Regions from separate parts of the Sus scrofa genome. Here all the other regions are linked to region 1. Evidence: chromatin contacts called from public HiChIP or PLAC-seq data. All regions are on one chromosome and are shown on one strand. The core of a region is the stretch at or near the end of the contact, and the rest is flanking DNA. Distances in the headings are between cores, read along the strand shown.

Region 1 (4,711 bases), core at 912-3,411:
ATCCATCAACCATGCTCCAAAACACCCAGGGCCAAAATTTTGGAATCGGAGGCTTTTTACACCCCTCTCCTGCCCCAAAACATCCCATAGCTCCCGTGGCATATAATTAAAGTAGGCGTCACCCTTGTTTTCTGTAAGGAAACTCCAGTTTTCACTTCCTGTGCCATCTGCCGTACTCCCTGCACATGATCTGTGCTTCCGTGTAACGTGGATTGTTCCTGCTCCCAGGTGCCCTCTGCCTGGCGTCCTTAAAGCCTCTGCTGGAGCCACTCTGGAATGGCTTTCTTCTCTCAGGCCTCCCTCAGTTCATGACAAACTCTCCTGGACCAGCAGTGCTTTCTCGTACCTTTGAATCCTTCTAGCTCTGTGTCATACCTTATGGCTGCTCCATGGGCAGGTGGAGTTCCCAGGGCCAGGGATCAGATCTGAGCCACAGGTGCAACACCAGATCCTTAACCCACTGCGCTGGGCCAGGGAGCAAACCTGGGTCCTAGTGCTCCCGAGACACCACCGATCCCGTTTCGCTCCAGCGAAACTCCTGTGTTGTACCCTTCTCATAGTCCTTACTTCCTACCTGACTTGTGTTTTTATTGTACACGCCCCTAGTGCAGGCAATACATGTGTCTCAATGACTGTGCACAGCAGGTGTTTCAAAGACATCTGATGGATGAACTTGAAAGAGAAGAGATTCCTGCCCAGAAAACTTGAACTAGAAGCATCCACACCCACTAGCCGGCCAACCCTTTCCTTAGCAAACAAGTTGATCAAACAGAGACCTAATTCCTGTCAGGCTTGGTAAAAAGGAACTAATTTCAGCCCTTTCTTTTCTGTAAACACTGGCCTGCTACATATCGCTGTAGGATTTCGTTTCAACTTTTATATTAAAATAACTTTAGATTTACAGTAAGTCGCAAAGATAGTACAGTGAACTCCTGTATACCCCCGACCCAAATTCCTGTAGTGCAACATTAGGGTACATTTATCAAAAATAAAAAATTAACATTGATACACGCACTTAACCAAACCACATATTTTATCAGGATTTCCCCAGTTTTTCTACTGATGCCGTTTTTCCGTTCCAGGTTCCAATCCAGGATACCACACGGCATTTTGTGCGCTATAGCTTTAAGGCTTAAAATTGGTAGAAAAAAAAAAACTAGAAAAAAAATAACATAGGAGGAGGGGAGAAGAGGTAGAAACAAAGTCTTTCAAATCTATTTCTTATTTCTGCAATATCAGGTGAGGCCACTAAAGTAGCATTCGGCGAAGAAGGAGCCAGTTTGCCAGCTCGCCCACTCTCCGCTGTGCTTTTCCGAATCTGCAAGGCCCCGCCCCGAGGTCTGGCCGCGCACCCTCCCCAGCCTCCTCGGAGGCTGTGCGAGTCCCGATCCGGCTCCAGGAGCAGGACCCCCCCGCCGCCTCGTGCCGCCCCTCCCCCCCGTCCCCTTAGCGCGCTCACCGAGCACCGACCCTCCAGGCCGCGCGCGCCGCCGCTCTTCCAGCCACGTGACCGACCTGCGCGGCCACTACCGGAAAGGCGGGCGCGGCCGGACTTTAGATCCGCCAACTACCACCGGGCCACGGCCCGAGCTCACCTGGTTCGTGTCGGGCTGGTAGCGCTGCACAACGTGGACGCGCATAACTTACCCAGCTGCGCACAACCGAATTACAAATATAGTTGGAGACCTGGAGAAATAGGAGGCCGAGTGTGCGGCTCAAAGAAGGTAAAATTAGTTGGTTCCAACATGAAGCATCTCGGAGTCGCGTAAGAGAAGGATAGAGCTGAGCTATGGCTCAGCGGGGGCTGCGGGCCTTGAAAGGCAGGCTCTCAGCGCTGAGCAATGAGGGCGCCTTGTGGGCCAAGGAACTGCTGGGGCGAAGGCGAAACTGGACCTGGAAAGCTGCTATTCGGGCCTCCCGCGCTTGTGGGTTTCACGGGAAGGGCCCCATCTCCCTCTAACCCCACCCAAAACGTGCTGGGTCATTAGCTTCATCACCTGGTGCAGTGATGTGGGTATTATTTCCTAATAGCCGACATCTCTTGAAATAATTGAAGGCATTTCATAGTGGTCAAAAAACTTGGCAGGATTTAATGATTACTCACTTTAGAAATAAACTAATGTCGACGAAAATTCAGTTAACAGTGAAGGGAAGGGAAAAAGGGAATTTTATTCAAGCCAAATTGAGGATGATAACCTGGGAGGCAGACTCTTAGAAAGGTGAGAACGGTTCCACCTGTTAGGAGTACAAGGCACAGTCATATGTTTTCAACACATAGGCTCAAACATCAAAATGATATACTGGGGAGTTCCCTTGACAACCTAGGACTGAAATTAGTATATTAATATTTTTTAAGATTCCCATAATGTATATAGCTCTCTGTTAGATCCCACTATATACCTTCTGTTGAAAGAAAAGCTTATTATGAGCAGTGTTAGCAGTAGGATAATTATTAGCAGTAGCTTGATAAGCAAGAGAATTTAGTGAGTCCCAGTAGTGAAAAGAATATTGTCTTCAAAACAGCCATTCATATTACTAAAAACAATAATGAACACATAAGTGGTGCTTAGTGTGTGACAAGCACTGTTGTTGATTTAGTCCTCACAATAGCGCTATGAAGTAGTAATTGTCCTTAGAATGTATGTGATTTAACCCCAGGTAGTACTGGGTAAAAACACAGTGGTATTATCCTACTAGTCTGAGTCATCTTTCTTTTCTGCCTCATGCCCATCTTTCAATGCCCTGCATCCTACATCATTTATCCTTTTCTGCTACTCATTGTAGGTTATTCTCTCATTTTGTTAGAATCTCCAATGGGGCATGCATCACAATCTGTTTGTTCAAAGTGTCCATTTTATCCTCTTTGTATACTTGACTAAGATCATCTGGAGGGCAAGAATTTATCTTGGGAGGCCTTCCCCTCAACAGTGATTTGCATGAAGTCTTACATATACATGATAGGCAAGTTTATTTAAATGAAACTTGTAAAGGTTATGCTTGCATACAGTTTATCTTCCAGGAATTTACTCAATAAACTTGCATGTGCAAAGTTAAATATGCATTAGGCAGCACAATTTAATGGGTAAGAGCCTGCTAAGTTGGAATCCTGACTCTGATACTTCCTAGTTGTGATTCTGAGTAAATCATTTAACCCTATGAAGCTTGGTTCCATCACCTATAATGGAAATAATAATAATACCTACACCTCAGGTAGTAGTCATATGAATTCAGAGTTCACCACTTTTGAAATGTGTTTAAAAGAGTGCCTGGCACATAGTAATATATGTTATCCTTTCTTATCATTCTCATAAAATTAAAAACAAAAAGCTGGAAACAATTTAAATGTCCATCAGTAGGGGACTCAATAAACTACATCCTTAATGGAATTCTTTGCAAACCTTATCAAAACCAAAATGAAATACGACTACATCTTCAGGATGGCTGTTGTTGTCAAGGATATGGAGAAATTAGATCCCGAGTACAGGGATGATGAGAAGGTAAAGTTATGCAACGACTTTGGAATACAGTTTGGCATTTCCTGAAAATGTTAAACTCACTTGTAATATGATCCAGCAATTCCCCTCTTAGCTATATCCAAGAGAACTGAAAACATTATATCCATACGAAAATCTGTACTCAAATGTCTGCAATTCATATTGTCCAAAGTAGATGCCACCCAACCGTGCCACTGATAGAATGGATAAACAAAATGTGGAATAGCCACACAGCGGAATATTATTCAACCATATAAAGGAACAAGATACCCCTAAGTCTACAACTTGGATGGCATTGAAAACACTGTGCTAAGTGAAAGAAGCGAGACACAAAAGAACACATATTGTATGATCCCATTTATATGAAGATGTCTGGAATATGCAAATCTATAGAGACAAAGTAGATTAGTGATAGCAAGGGGCTAGGGGAAGGGAAGAATGAAAAATGCCTGCCAACAGGTAGAGGACTTCTTTTGGGTGGGGTAATGAAAACGTTACAGAATGGGATGTTGCACAATCTTGTGAATATGATAAAAACCAACAGATTATATACACTTTAAAATGATGAATTTTATGATATGTGAATTGTATCTTAATCAAAGAATAGCAAATCAAATAAAGAATAACAAGATGGTATGGTATCCAAAATATATTAAATGAGAAAGTTTGCAATGTATGTTATCATGTGGCTTAAAAAATTATGTACATACACATATGCTTTGAAGGCATGACATCTCAGAAAGATACACAGGAAACCAGTAACATTTTTTTCCTAAAGGGAGGAGATCTAGCATGATGGCTTGAAAGGGAAACCTACATTCCAGTATAAACCTTGACTTATGATGGAGCTACATCCTCATAAAAACATCATAAGTTGAAAATACCCTAAGTTGAAAGTGCATGTAATACACTTAACTTACTAAACATCACAGCTTAGCCTAGCCTACTTTAAACTTGCTCAGAATATTTACATGAGCCTTCCACTGGGCAAAATTATCTTAATGCAAAGCCTATTTTATAAAAAATTATTGAGTATCTCATGTTATTTATTAAGTAGTGTACTGAAAGTGAGAAACAGAATGGCTGTAAGCACATCAGTTGTTTACTATCGTGATCATGTGTCTGACTGGGATCTGCAGCTCCCTGCTCTGCCCAGCATCACGTTATCAAGCTGCCTATCACTAGCCCAGGAAAAGATCAAAATTCAAGGTATGGGA
Region 2 (4,711 bases), core at 1,312-3,811, 440 kb after region 1:
CCGCACCCTTGGCATATGGAAGTTCCCAGGCTAGGGTTGAATCAGAGCTGTATCTGCTGGCCTACATCACAGCCACAGCAATACCAGACCCTAGCCACGTCTGTGACCTACATCACAGCTCATGGCAACACAGAATCCTTAACCCACTGAGCAAGGCTAGGGATTAAACCTGAGTCCTTATGGATACTATTCTTCCTATTTTTGCCTACTGCCTTCATATATTTCCTAGTTTTGTTTTATGGCCACGCACGAAGCGTATGGAAGTTCTTGGGCCAGGACTGATTCAGAGGCGTAGGTGTGGAAATTCTGGATGCTTTAACTCACTGTACCAGGCTGGGGATCAAACCTGTTCCTCTGAAATGACCCAAGCCACCATAGTCAGATTTTTAACCCACTATGCCATAGTGGGAACTCCCATATATCTTCTAGTTGAATTGAAGGTAGGATATGAATTATTTTTTTGTTAGTTCTATGCTTTGGCATCCTTTTTTGGGGGGGGGGGCACACATGTGGCTAATGGAGGTTTCCAGGCTAGGGGTCAAATCAGACCTACAACTGATGGCCTACGCCACAGCCACAGCAACATCAGATCCGAGCCATGTCTGGGACTTAAACCTCAGCTCATGGCAACACCAGATGTATACTAAGGATAAAAAGCAAAAAACAAAAACAAATGAAAAAAACACTGAACAAACCTAGAAGGAAACTAACCTTAACATCATAAGAGCCACATGGGGAAAACCCACAGCAAATATCATACTTAATGGTGAAAAATTGAAATCTTTTCCTCTAAGATCAGTAACAAGCTAAGGATGTCCACTTTAACCATTTTAATTTGATATAGTACTAGAAATTCTAGCTGGAGCAATTAGGTAAGAATGAGAAATAAAAGGCATTTATATTGGAAAGGATAAAGTAAAATTATAACAGTTCACAGATGATTTATTACATGCAGGAAGCCCTAAAGATTATGTACACACACACACAATTAGAACTAATGAATTCTGCAAAAGAGCAGTACACAGTTAAAAATTGAGGGTTTTTTTGTCTATTTTTTTTTGTCTTTTTAGGGCCGCACCTGCAGCATATGGAGTTTCACAGGCTAGGGGCCCAATTGGAGCTGTAGCCATCCCTCTACGCCAGAGCCACAGCAACAGTGGATCTGAGCCACGTCTGTGACCTACATCACAACGCTGGATCCTTAACCCACTGAGCTAGAACAGGGATGGAACCAGTGTCCTCATGGATGCTAGTCCGGTTCATAAACTGCCGAGCCACAATAGGAACTCCTGCATTTAAATATGCTAATAATGAACAACCTGAAAAGGAAACTACAAAAGCAATTACAAAACAATAGGCAAAATAATCTTGAAAAAGAAGAACAAAGCTGGAAGACTCACACTTAATAATTTAAAAACTTATTACAAAGCCACAGCTATAAAAATTATGTGGTACTGGTATACAGACAGACATACAGACCAATGGAATCAAATAGAAAGTCCAGAAAAAAACCATTGCATGCGAAATAATTTTTGATAAAAAATTTTTTTTTTGACAAGGGAGCCAAAGACTATTCAATGGGGAAAGGACTGTCTCTTCATGTTGTTGGGAAAACTTGGTACCCATATACTAAGGAATTTAGCCAGGCCTTTATCTAACATCATGTATAAAACTAATTGAAAATGTCTCAGACTTAAGTGGACTAAATAAGATTTTTTCTCATTGTCCAGTGGATAAGAAGCCCAGATTTGTTATAGGCAAAGTTTTAGAAATGTTATAATCCTATATAAAACATATATAAAATATGTACATCCAAGTTGTAATTTATCACTCTTAGAGTTTTTAATTTACTTGTTCATGATCTCTGTGCTTTATAAAGGAGGGCACTGTGCCTGTTCTCCACTGTATCCCCAGCTCCCGAAGAGCACCTGACAGAAGACACCTAAGAAATACTTGTTGGAGTTCCCGTCATGGCTCAGTGGTTAACGAATCCAACTAGGAACCATGAGGTTGCGGGTTCGATCCCTGACCTTGATCAGTGGGTTAAGGATCCGGCGTTGCTGCGAGCTGTGGTGTAGGTTGCAGACGCGGCTCGGATCCCCCGTTGCTGTGGCTCTGGCGTAGGCTGGCAGCTACAGCTCTGATTAGACCCCTAGCCTGGGAACCTCCATATACTGAGGGAGCGGCCCAAGAAATGGCAAAAAGACAAAAAAAAAAAAAAAAAAAAGAAAAAGAAATACTTGTTGAATGGATGAATAAAGAGTTTAATTTCTTAGGGCAGCTTGTTCAGTGTCCAGCTCTCATATAAGATAAGCTTTTTCAAGTCCCGCAATGTCCTTTCTGTCTGCAGGAGAAGAAGAAAATGGTGCATAGCAAAAGAGCTGAGACCGACTGAAAGGAAACCTAGCCCAGCTCTCAACTCTCAGCTCAGCGTCTTAGGAGGCGCGTCTCCACAGGCTCGCGATACGACAGGCCTCGTGGGCTGCACCCCTGTCCCTTATTGGCTGAGTTGGGGGGCGTGGGGCTCAGGCCGACCAATCACGGACGGCGTGCGTCAGCACGTGCGGAGGTCGACTTGAGAATCTGGGAGGTTTCAGGCGAGTTAGGGCTGCCTGGAGCGGAGTGGAGCTGTGGCCTCGAGACGGGGAGTTGAAGGGGGAAGCTTGGGCTCCGAATCGGCGCAGGCGGCTCTCACGCGTTCCTTCCTGCCTTTGTGCCCGCTGCCATGTGGGCTACCCTGAGGTTGGCCCTGAGGCCGTGCGCCCGCGTCCCTGTCTCCACGCTGCGCGCCTATCATGGGGCTTCCGTGGTCGCACTGGGCACTCAACCAGACTCTAGCTCTGCCATCTACCAGGTAAGGCTGGGTGAGCGGCCTGGAGGACCTAGCCTGAGTCAGTGATTCGTCTTCCACTTGTCCTCCAGGGCCGGACCGACGGGCCGAGGCACTGGCTGGACTGGGAAGCGGGTGGAGGATGGGCTCACTTTAACAGCGGCTGCTTTGTTCTCTGGATCCCATCAGGATTCTGGGACGCGCTAGGGATTCCTGAAGTTTGCAAGAGAAAATCAGATACATTTTAGTTCCCTTTTAGCAGTGGTACTGTATTTTGTATCTTTACCATCAGTTGTTCTCAAAACCTGGTTTAGCAATTGTCACCTGGAAATTTGTTCGTAGTACAGCTGCCTTAATCCTCACCCTGGATCTTTTTGGTCTCCGGGGTGGAGTCCTAGTGTTTGCATAGTTAATGAAGTTGGGGGGGGGGGGCTTGGTGGCTGTCAGGTTTGGGAACCACTGGCCTAGCACAGCTCCCCCTGGCTTGTGCTTCCCAGACTTTAAATAGTTGGTTATGTTAATAGAATAGAATGGTCTATGTTAAGACCATTTATGTGTCTCAAATGGTCTTTCTTGGACTTGGGAGGCATCACAAGGTTATAGAGACAACTCCTGGTTTGTGAAATATCAGAGCTGGAAATTTTCAGTCTCTCTCATGGTTTCTAAGCCTACACAGATAACATTAAATTGTGCAGGAGTTCCTGTCGTGGCTCAGTGGTTAACAGATCCGACTAGGAACGAGAGGTTGCAGGTTTGATCCCTGGCTTCGCTCAGTGGGTTAAGGATCCCGGCGTTGCTCCGATTAGACCCCTAGCCTGGGAACCTTCATATGCCATGGGTGTGGCTCTAGAAAAGACAGACAAACAAAAAAACAAAAATTAGGAGTTCCCGTCGTGGCGCAGTGGTTAACAAATCCGACTAGGAACGATGAGGTTGCGGGTTCGGTCCTGCCTTGCTCAGTGGGTTAAACGATCCGGCATTGCCATGAGCTGTGGTGTAGGTCACAGACGCGGCTCGGATCCCGCGTTGCTGTGGCTCTGGTGTAGGCCAACAGCTACAGCTCCGATTCGACCCCTAGCCTGGGAACCTCCATATGCCGTGGGAGCGGCCCAAAGAAATAGAAAAAAGACAAAAAAAAACCCCCAAAAAAACCCCACAACATTAAATTGTGCAAATAACTTTCAGTTAAGACATTTAAAATAATTCCTGCCTTTAGGAAAACAGTAAGGTTGAAAGAAAAGCAGCAGGCTGAGGCAGAAACAGTATCCAATGAGGGCTTCCAAAAGTCTTGTAATTTCCTGGGATCAGGAGAGAACATTTAATTCAGAAACATTGGGTGGTTACTGTGGTCTAGGCACTATTTTAGGTGTATAGTATAGATGTATAGGAATGGGATCCTAATTTTGTGGGGGAGATAGACAAAAAAGCAGTGCATCATGGTAAGTGGTGTCTAAAGCTTAATAAGGTGGTGTATGGAAAGCTGCAGATAGGAAGTCATATGTGAGTTGGCTCTCAAGCTGGGTAATAAGTGACCAGGCTCAGGATGGGGAAGTTCTCTGGTGGCCTAGCGATTAAGGATCCGGCGTTGTCACTGCTGTGGCGGGATTTTGATCCCTGCCCTTTGGGACTTCTGTATGTGGTGGGCGTGGCCAAAAGTAAAATAAAAATAAGGATGGAGGATGGGAGGCAACTACAAACTATACAAATTAAAGGAGTCGGAGTCATGAGAACAGAGGTACCACCCTATGCAGGTGGTTAGGGGGAATGTGGTCTTGGCAGTCTGGCCAAGTATGGAATTCATGGTGTAGATGGGATTGCGGATGTCCCCAGGTGAAGGAGGGAAGACACGTGCAGAAGCCACACTGGGGCTTCATTTTGCAG
Region 3 (4,711 bases), core at 1,465-3,964, 320 kb after region 1:
GACACTTATGCAAAGAAAATGGTAAAAACCTTGAACCTCATTAAACTCAGAGTGCACATCAGAATCACATGGGGAGCTTTTAATGTCAGGTTTAACTTAAGTACAATAAAATTTACCTAGAGCAGTTTTTAATCTATTTTTTTTTGTCTTTTTGTTTTTTCTAGGGCCACACCCATGGCATATGGAGGTTCCCAGGTTAGGGGTCTATTCAGGCTGCTGGCCTACACCACAGCCACAGCAATGCCGGATCCTTAACCCACTGAGCAAGGGCAGGGACCGAACCCGAAACCTCATGGTTCCTAGTCGGATTCATTAACCACTGTGCCACGACGGGAACTCCCAAATTTATTTATCTTTATTTTTTGGTCTTTTTGTCTTTTTAGGGCCACACCCATGGCATATGAAGATCCCAGGCTAGCGGTCTAATTGGAGCTGCTGTTGCCGGCCTACGCCACAGCCACAGCAACACCAGATCCAAGCCGCATCTGCAACCTACACCACAGCTCACGGCAACAGCAGATCCCCAACCCACTTAAGCCTACAGCACCCGGTATGCCCAGACGGTCTCCCATTCAAGTGCTAACCAGGCTTGACCCTGCTTATCTTCCGAGATCAGACGTGATGGCACACGTTCAAGGTGGCACGGCTATAGACTAGAGCAGTTTTTAATGCCCAACCCCAGACCAGTTTAAATCAGGACCAGGTGTAGGGCACAGGCCTGAGCAGAAGTGAAGGTTTCTCAGGTGATTCTAATGTGCAGCCAGGCTTGAGGACCACAGAGAAGACATACTGAAGCCTGTGTAGTCAATTATTCGCCTAACCTCCAAGTTCCACATGGACAACAAAATTTTAGAATAAAATTAAATTTGACTTTTTTTAGAAACATGAATCCTTTTCCTTGAGCTTAAGTGGCAGTCTCAAAGTATTTCTGTAGCAGTTTTATATTATTTGTCACTTAGAGTCATATATGTCAAAGCACCTGCATTGACACCTGTGCACCTGCATTCTCTCCAATTCAATGGATCTTCAGACATCAGTACAGCTATATATGCTGTGTCTCTTTCAGAACAGTTATCCATATAATTGGTGACCTGTCATTCAGACTAGTGGGTAGGATGTCTGCTTTGAAAATGTTTGTCCTAGGAGTTCCTGTTGTGGCTCAGCAGTTAACGAAACTGCCTCATATCTGTGAGGACATGGATTAGATCCCTGACCTTGCTCAGTGGTTAAGGATCCCTCCTTGCCCTGAGCTGTGGTGTAGGTTGGCAGCTGCAGCTCTGATTCAACCCCTAGCCTGGGAACCTCCATATGCCGTGGGTGAGGCACAAAAAAAAAAAAAAAAGGAAAAAGAAAAAGAAAAAGATAATGTTTATCCTTAGCACCCAACAATGGAAGCTAAATGAAATTCACATGGTTATGGTAAAGTTGCATAAGACTTTCTGCAAAACAAATTGCAGTTTGAGAGCTTTAAATTCTTCATCCATGAGTTGGAATAATGACTGCCCCATAATACAGTGTTAGCATGCCTGGTGCACAACATATACTGAGCTGTTGCCCTCTTCTGCAGATTAGGCCTAATTCTACTAAGGATTTAAAAAATAAAAAATGCTTTCCATTCTCCAATATGAAAACTTCCGTGACTTGAGAATTCCTTTAGTATCACTTACCTCTGTTTTCTCTGAGAAGTAGTCAAGCTATCCTCTTTTCTTTTTCCCTTAGTAATTTCCTGCGATTTCTTCATGTTTTTCTGGCGGGCAAGTTCTCGTTGATTTCCACCTAGGAAGACAGTCATGCTATTTTCCCATCTACAAAATTAATAATTCCATTCTAAGGCCTTTATTTAAATGCATCTGAAGTTTGCTTTTTAAGTGGTAAGCCAGCAAAGAATGGCCTTGAATGGTGTTCCTGGATCTGACGACAAGGAGGAAGCTAAGAGGTAAACACTTAAGGTCTTAAGAATATTATTATACTAGTTAAGGTGTTCACTACCTATAAATACCAGATCTCTTCAAACAGGCATTCCAGTTGTCTGTCTATATGGGCCAGTATTTCAAAATAAGTTCTGGCTTTTGAGAAGTGTGGGTGGAGAGTGAAAGATACATCACAGACCACATCTCACACAAGTTGGCCCACGATAATTCAATTGTTAAGCAAGCGAAGACAGATGCTACTAAAACATTACCTGCAAGGGCCAAACAAAAGAACGAGGGAAGAGACTCAGAATTCCTGGTCCTCATTAGGCCTCTCGACTTTTTAAGTATTAAGCACCAGCTATAAGTCACCTCCAAAATAAGACCCCTCCCAGGGCTGCCATCTCCAGGGAGGTGCTCCTTGCTGTGTAAACTTGTATCGGAGGGGCAGATACCTGTCCGACCTTTCAGGCTGGACCGGAGCCAACCTTCCCTCTCTCCCATCTCACTGCAAACCGGGTCCCCACTGCGCCGGACAGAACGGGTTTCACCAGCCGGCCCCCGCCTCCCGCCCGCTGGGCCTCTGCGCTAGACTTCCTAGCCCGACGCTCCCTGCGGCTTCCTCTACCGGTCTGCACACTCACGGGCCATGCTGACCACTGAGCTTGGAAGAGAGCTACTTAGAAAAACAACGACTTCGCACGCTCAGCAGCCGTGCCCACTGGTAGATCTGAGAGACAGAGCCCGCGGCGGCGGGATACTCCTGAGAGAGGTCGACCGCCCCGCCCACCAAGCCCAGACAGCAGCCGGCTTGGCCGGAGAGGGACTGCGCCTGCGCGGCCGCTGGCGGCGGGGCGGGGGTGCGGTGCGTGGGTGCGGGGCGGTGCGGTCCCTGGCGCGGGCCGCGGATCCGCCGCAGCGGAGAGTAGTGTGCTGCCAGGGTCGTTCCGCCGTGCAAGTTTGGTAGAGTTCAGAAAGCGGGCCTGTGTCTGAGAGAGGGATAGGCGTGTGTGGACTTTCCTCTCTGCGTACAGCGAACTGGGGCTTGACCAGCCCCCATTTTTGGGGTAGCGACATTAAAAGTTAGAATATCTAGGAGTTCCCGCTGTGGCGTAGCGGGTTAAGGAGCCCGTGTTGTGTCTGCAGCGGAAGGGGTTGGATCCTCTATTCCGCAGCAGTGGGTTAAGAATCTGGAAACAAATGTGGCATAGGTCTCGACTGCGGCTCAAATTTGCCGCTGGTCCAAGAACTTCCATATGTCCTGGGCGATCTTTCATCACGTTTCAGAGGGGAGAAAGAGAGGAAGGGGACAGAATAGATAGATTGAATGTTAGCTCTGCGAAAGGTGGTATTGGCCCCTTACTTCTTTATTCACCCATCAAGCTTGCAAGGTGGTCTTAATTGTTCTCGTTTTTTTGGAAGAAGCAACTGAGACTGAGACCAGAAGCGACAGATCTACTAGGCAGGGAGCAGTGCAGTGAGGCAGAAGTGAGATTCAAGTTGAAAACAGACTCTCTCAAGTCTGTTCATTTCCTATTTTATCCCAATGCTTTGTCAGGGTGGACAGTACTTTGGGAGTTCCGTGGCTCTGTGCTTGGGTTGTGTGATGGGGAAAGAATGGAAGGGAATGTAGTATTACCAGGAATTCAGAATAGCCTAGAATTACCTTAAACCTACTGAAAAGCGGTGGAGCATCTGTCATGGCTAGATGCAGACATGTAAAGATGCTTGGTATTTATTATCTTCATCTATTCTGTTAATTGTTACAAACTGAAAAATGGGTAGAGTTAGTCTGGACACCCTAAAATTATCCTATTTTGTAAGGCTTTTAATTTGTTGGTTATTATTTTTTTCATTTTTTATTTTTTGTCTTATGAAAGTTCCCAGGCTAGGGGTTGAATCAGAGCTGTAGCTGCCTGCCTAGGCCAGAGCCACAGCAACACAGGATCTGAGCTGCGTCTGCAACCTACACCACATCTCACGGCAATGCCGATCCTTAACCCACTGAGCGAGGCCAGGGATCAAACCCTCGTCCTCATGGATACCAGTCGGATTCTTTTCTGCTGTGCCATAACAGGAACTCCTTCCTTGTGTACTTTTTTTTTTTTTTTTTTTATGGCGGTTCCCAGGCTAGGGGTCCAATCAGAGATACAGGTTCTGGCCTACGCCCTGGCCACAGTGACTTGGAATCCGAGTGGCATCTGTGACCTCTGACCCTGAACCCGGCATCCTCATGGATGCTAGTTGGGTTGCTAACCTCTGAGCCATGATGGGAACTCCTGTACTTTTTAATGTGGCTGTAATACCTGCTCAAAAATTACTATAGTTAGGAGTTCCCATTGTGGTGCAGCGGAAACGAATTTGCCTAGGAACCATGAGGTTGCGGGTTCAATCCCTGGCCTCACTCAGTGGGTTAAGGATTCAGTGTTGCCATGAGCTGTGGTGTAGGCTGCAGACACAGCTTGGATCCCTCCTTGCTGTGACTGTAGTGTAGGCCAGCAGCTGTAGGTCCAATTCGACCCCTAGCCAGGAACCTCCATATGCTGTAAATGAGGCCCTAAAAAGAAAAAAAAATTATTATAGTTGAGACTTTATAAGTTAATGCGAGCATTTTTAATCTGCTTCAGGAAGGAGCAGTAGGGCAATAAACAAGGCATTCTGAAGAGAAGAGGAAGATTCAACAAATGAACAAGACAATATAAGAATTTTTAAATACAATGACACAAATTTAGAGGGTAATATGACAGAAATTAATGAGAGGTTGGCTTACATTATGTAGGGTAGTACAGGAACTCCTCTAA

The links. HiChIP or PLAC-seq counts read pairs in DNA pulled down with a chosen protein or histone mark.
Region 2: an H3K27ac HiChIP or PLAC-seq map of skeletal muscle shows a contact between it and region 1, with 4 times the contacts expected there. The contact joins the promoter of MCCC2 here to the promoter of CCDC125 in region 1. A contact is called at or near these places in 1 of 5 promoter capture datasets (fetal skeletal muscle), 1 of 47 Hi-C or Micro-C datasets (heart right ventricle) and 1 of 2 datasets of contacts at active chromatin or transcription factors (skeletal muscle).
Region 3: a contact with region 1 is called in an H3K27ac HiChIP or PLAC-seq map of skeletal muscle. The contact joins the promoter of LOC100517502 here to the promoter of CCDC125 in region 1. A contact is called at or near these places in 1 of 5 promoter capture datasets (fetal liver) and 2 of 2 datasets of contacts at active chromatin or transcription factors (alveolar macrophages and skeletal muscle).

Annotation. Positions count from the first base shown.
Region 1 is chr16:47,476,428-47,481,138 of Sscrofa11.1, forward strand. CCDC125 (coiled-coil domain-containing protein 125) reads right to left here and starts at 2,162. Exons shown (of 12, transcript XM_013984842.2): 1 at 1,648-2,162. It overlaps AK6 (adenylate kinase isoenzyme 6), which reads right to left. Exons shown (of 5, transcript XM_003134021.5): 5 at 4,129-4,711.
Region 2 is chr16:47,914,747-47,919,457 of Sscrofa11.1, forward strand. MCCC2 (methylcrotonoyl-CoA carboxylase beta chain, mitochondrial) reads left to right here and starts at 2,562. Exons shown (of 17, transcript XM_005672531.3): 1 at 2,562-2,854. The coding sequence starts at 2,726.
Region 3 is chr16:47,794,865-47,799,575 of Sscrofa11.1, forward strand. It overlaps LOC100517502 (small EDRK-rich factor 1), which reads right to left and starts at 2,715. Exons shown (of 3, transcript XM_003134027.5): 1 at 2,555-2,715; 2 at 1,668-1,776. The coding sequence starts at 2,561.